Linked DNA regions of Oryzias latipes: region 1 is linked to region 2. The links are chromatin contacts, called in public Hi-C maps. All regions are on one chromosome and are shown on one strand. The core of a region is the stretch at or near the end of the contact, and the rest is flanking DNA. Distances in the headings are between cores, read along the strand shown.

Region 1 (2,700 bases), core at 171-2,670, 250 kb after region 2:
TTCCGGGCAGCTGGCCTTTAAAGGTTGATCTAGAAGTCGTTTTGTTGCTCATCCTAAATCTTCCACCGAGCACATACACACAGAAAAACTCAAATCAAGAAGGCCAACTATTCACGCGCGCAATAAACACTGAGTGTTGCGCGCGCTTTCCCTTTCCTCTAGCTCCAGATTCCAGCACAATTGACTGCAGAACCGATTTCTTTAAGCGCGTCTCTGTTGTCAGGTAAGGATGTGTGGTAGCAAATAAATTACCGAACTTGAAGTGTGGCTTTTATGAAGGAGATATATATATATATATATATATATATATATATATATATATATATATATATATAGCACAATCTTTAGCTCCGTCCTGTTGCTGTTGGACTCCAGATTGCTGGACAAAAAACTCTAAGTAATTTCAGCACCGTGGACAGCTCTGCTCCGGCAGCTGCGCCAATTTGGTCCAAACTTGCCAGATTCAAGGAGATAAATCCACTTTATATGAAATAAACGTGTTTTATCACGAGTGGAAGTGTTCAGGTCTCAATTAGAGATCCCAAAAATGAATTTCGTAAAGAAACATTTAACCTTCTCGTGTTTTTTTTCTTTACTATTATATTTATTTAAGAGGGAGGAAAAGTGAAATACTTTTTTCCCTTTCCAGCAAATATGAGTGTGTGTCCGTCCTGCTTACACCGAGAGCTGGCCTTGTGCGCGTGAGCACGTGCTCACAGTTAATGTCCTCCGTTCAAGTCTCTGTTCAGAGTTCAGCTGCAGGTTGGGTTGCTGGAGCGCCCCCTCACATCACATCGTCCGGGTCCGGTCAGGGCTTTTGGTCTATTATTAAATTGGTCTATTTTGCTCTATTTTATGGTGAGTGTTTTCCGCGTGTGACCCTTCGCGCAGGTAAACACCCCCCCCCCCCCCCCCCACACACACACACACACACACGCACACACACACACGCACACCCACACACAAATACACACACCCCGCGACTCCCCCGGTGCGCGTGGCTCTGAAGACTTAGAAAGTTGCGAGGACTCACCCGGCAGAGCACGGCCGTCAGCAAGACCACGGCGCACCAACGCGGCATCCTCCAGGAGCTCCAATGTCCACGCACGTGCCTTAGCCGTTGAGCGCGGCTCCGCGCGCATACATCCACCTGAGGTCCGCTCAGTGCCCGCACGCGCCCGCAGCCACACGCCCCATGAGCGCAGGGCAGGAAACGGAGAGCCGGGAGGCTGACGCTGGGTCGAGTGTAGTCAGAGGGGGGGCAAAGCGCAGCAGTTACATGAGAGTTAATCCAGGGGGGGCAACCGCAGGGTCATCTCTGGGAGCGCGCTGGTTGGCAGCTGCGCACGTGGCAATACGAGGATCCGATGTAAAGAAACGGCTGCGCTTCCTGCTTTTATAACAGGCGTCCACAACACCGCCCGAGAAGCTGTCCTTTGCGGGGGAGGGGCAATCGGCAGCAAAGGGGGAGGGGGGTCCTTTGGCACGGAGAATAAAACACGCAAACGCGAGCGGATGTGCGGGATATAAAGTTATTTCTCTTTGCTCTTCTTCTAAAGAGATTCTTTCGTGATGCTTCAAGGTTCGAGCTCATAAATCATATGTGTCAGTCATTGCCCCAATCCACCACCACTACCACACCACCCCCACGTTCTTTAAATAAAATCAATGGTATGAGTCTGGAAGGGTTCATGTTTATCATCCTCATCTCTGATCCTGGACTTCAAAAGCCAAATTTAGGGGTCCAGAACAGAACTGTTACAGATCAGGAGCTTCTCAGATAACCACCTGTTGCTAAACACCTGAAACTTATCAGGTTTGACATCCAAGTTCTGGTGTTTTGGAGGACACCAGCTGAACAATTCAGTTGACCTTCAAAACCAGGACAAATAGGAGCCAATTAAAACATCCATTCAGAGCCAAACCTCACAGTTGAAACTCAAAGCAGAAATACGCTCAAACTTGTGAGGTCTATGCTTGTATACCCTCATCTATGGTCATGCGCTTTGGGACATGATCATAAAACACTAAACTCTGAGTGCAATCGGCTGACGTGAGTTTCCTCGTTTTGGGTGGGTGAGTGTTCCTTTGGAGATGAGGCGAAGGGCTTGGTCAACCCAGAGGAGTGGATCTGATGCTCTTCCACATCAGCTCAGGGGGCTTTAGTACATTTTCTATGCATGCTGGACACCTCCCTGGGAGGGTAATCTGGGCCTGTCCCACTGGAGGAGGCCCCTGGATGGTTTATATCTTCCCACTGGTCTGAGAGCGCTAGATATTGGGAGGAAGGTCTGAACATCTCTGCTGACTGTCACCCTTGCAACCCAACTCCCGACAAGTCGGGGAAAAAATGGATGTTTGGATAAATGGATGGATGTGTGAGGTTAAGTTCTTTCTGGACCAGCAGAGCTGGACCTCCAGAGCTCTACTGAGAGCTCTGGAGAAGAGCGGCAGGTCTTCATCAGACTGAAGTGGGGTTTCTTAATGTGCAAATTGACAAAACTTGTTGTTAAGTCCAACAGCGTTCCAAAAAAAGAGCAGAAACCCACCTCTCACTTCTTACTCTGTCAACTGCCAGAAATGCATCCTGTCTGATATGGAAGTCTGCAAAGATTATGATTAATATCTAAACTTACCTGTGCACATTTCTGGCGTATTTTCTGTTTTGTTTTTTCTCTATAGACAGCCAAATATAGGAAA
Region 2 (2,700 bases), core at 163-2,662:
CTTCCATGAGATCAGAGGAAACTTTGAGGAGCTGAAGAGAGGGTGAGAGCTCGTCAGGCAGCTCTGACCAGCAGAGAACGGAGGTTCTCCTCCACTCTCCATCCATGTGAGTGGAAGACTTGCAGTTCTTCTTTCCGGTGTGTGTGGAACGTTTGTCGGCCTTTCATCCGCTTAGTCGTTTATTGTGAGAAGAAGAAAATGGTCCGTTGTTCATGTGCACTCTACGCAGATGACGTTCTGCAGAAGATTTAGGCTGCTTAGCTTTAAGGAAGGAACACGTCCCTGTTTACATAAAGCCCCCTCTTGCCACCAGTGCCTTCAACTCCTGTATGAACCAATAAAAAAAACATGTCAACCCTTATTTATCTGCATCTTTAGATCTGTTTTAAAAGCGTTCTCAGTGGTCTTTTAATTATGAATTTTCTTTTCTTTTTCTGCCAAAATCAACAAAAGGGTTTCTGCAGAGTTGTAGTTATTATAAATTCACCTCTGAGTTGTGGGCTGGACTGTTGGAGCGGAGCAGAGCAACCCCCCGATGCTGAGAGCTCTCTGTTTACACCCCCAACCTAATATTACAGGCGCAACAACAATGGCTAGCTTAACTGGAGCCATACAGTCATACAGTTTTGAGCCGGATGCCAGCTCAGACGAGGAAAGCGAAGACTTTCATGGATCTATAAATGGTAAATGGCGTATACTTATATAGCGCTTTCTATCTTCTTACGAAGGCCCAAAGCGCTTTACAGTCACAGACCCATTCACACACACATTCACACTCTGATGGCGGCTCCGCTGCCGAACACTGGCGCCAACCTCCCACCAGAGGCAAGGTGGGGTTCAGTGTCTTGCCCAAGGACACTTTGACACATGGGCGTGCAAGGCGGGAATCGAACCTGCAATCTTACGATCATGAGTCGACCGCCCTACCGCTGCACCACGGCCGCCGATCTAGTCGTCTGTAACCCAAAGCAATCACTGTGGAGCAAAGTGGGGAGCTTTGGGACCTCCCACTGTGTTTTTCTATGTCACAAATACAATCTTTATGTTAAATTTCATTTTTCATCTCTTGACACACAACGATTTGAATAAAGAAATACTCAGAAGGACAATTTTTTAGCTGAATTTTCTTAATGTATGTCCTCCATCAACAGAAAAATGCCACACAAACTACAATTTACTTATCAGATTGGGTTTTTCAGCACCAACCTGGTCAGATGTCACCGCAGTGACTGATCTGGCAAGAAGACGCGGCAAAATGACGGAACATTAATTTAAACATGACCTGTCAGAAAGGAATGAAATCGGTCCATTTAATGGAAGTAGGTCACAGCAGAAAAGTATGTGACTGAACAGGCTCCAACTCCAGCTTCCTTCTGCAAGGAGAAGAAAATGAATGCCAAAGAGACGACAGTATGAATGGAATGTGGAGGAAGCTGAGAAACAGACTACTGAGGAAGAGGAGGAAGAGCCAAAGCCGGTTGTTTGTGGTGCTGATGATGCAGGTGGGATGGAGAGAAACCATGAAGGTGCAGCTGCTCAGTCAAACTAAAAAAAAATATTGCCCGAGAACAAAGTTGGGATAAGCTTCCCACCTCTGATGAACAGCTGATTAAGTGACGTTCCCCCACTGCGTCACTACGTCACACAGGTGGGACTGGCAAGCGCAGCACCGACTACAGGGGCCACCGTGGAACTGATATTAACTAATAACTTACATTAATAACTTGCTAATTACCCTCCATCATTCTGATAACTACCCCCACAAACTCCCGGGCTGCTGTCAGCATCAGCAGCGCGCGCGTGCGCCACCTCTCCTCCCATAAACACCAGAGTCGGCGGGTCCTCCGTCGCCGGGAGCAGCAACGTAGGACCGACGACGTCCCGGTGCTCCAGCTCCGCCGATCCACTCGAACAGACCAGACGCGGCTCGAACGGCGGACGGAGGTAGATCCCCCCAACCAACACACCCCCAACTGCCGAGGGCATCACCCCGGCCTCTGAGTCCGTAGTGCGGGGTAAGCTGCTGTGGCTCCGCCGCTCCGGCTGCTTATCGCGGCGCGTCGGTCTGCCGTGCTAAGGCTGCCTCAGTCGGACGGCGTTTCCGGGTTCTTCGGGTGCTTAGAGTTGGGCTGACCGTCGCATCGGCTCAGGATTAGCATAGCGCGAGCTGGTTCTGGTTCCGACAAGAGCGGGCTTGTCAGAACAACAACAACAACAACGTCAACAGAAAGAAGCAGCTGCGGCGCCACGTTTTGTTTTGGTGAGCCGAGCTGCGCGGCTGCCCAAAAATAAAAAAGCCCCATTTTCACGAGCGGTCGTGAGGCTATTTTGCTGACATGATAGCCGAAATGCGAAGGACATTCTTGGGTTTCGGTTGAGGGCCGCACCGCAGCTGTGGGGGTCGTATTTCTGCGTTTACCCCGCAGGAATATTTAAACACCCATGTTTCTCTATGGGATTCCGGCGGATGGGCTAAGCTAACTAGCTAACGAAGTAATTAGGTCATAACTCAAACATGGAGGGGCTGCGTGACGCGGCTCCCAGTGGGGTGACGTCAGCAGGAGGATGCTCTGTTTTCTGTCAGCAGGATTCCAACAGGAAACAGTGTTTTTTGGTGGGGGATTGAGCCTCGACTGAATGTAAACAAGCATCAGATGAACCTCAGAGGAGCTGCTGGTGGTGATGGCGGGCGGGTGGGTG

What was found. A called contact is a pair of places that touch in the nucleus more often than the background predicts.
Region 1: a Hi-C map of embryo shows a contact between it and region 2, with 2.5 times the contacts expected there. The contact joins the promoter of LOC101170109 here to the promoter of LOC101175613 in region 2. A contact is called at or near these places in 5 of 5 Hi-C or Micro-C datasets (embryo, fibroblasts and gastrula embryo).

The regions. Positions count from the first base shown.
Region 1 is chr11:21,250,850-21,253,549 of ASM223467v1, forward strand. LOC101170109 (neurexophilin-1) reads right to left here and starts at 1,421. Exons shown (of 2, transcript XM_004074159.4): 1 at 1,034-1,421. The coding sequence starts at 1,081.
Region 2 is chr11:20,997,104-20,999,803 of ASM223467v1, forward strand. LOC101175613 (glucocorticoid-induced transcript 1 protein) reads left to right here and starts at 1,413. Exons shown (of 6, transcript XM_020699501.2): 1 at 1,413-1,502. The coding sequence starts at 1,413. It overlaps umad1 (UBAP1-MVB12-associated (UMA)-domain containing protein 1), which reads left to right. Exons shown (of 3, transcript XM_023960050.1): 3 at 1-361.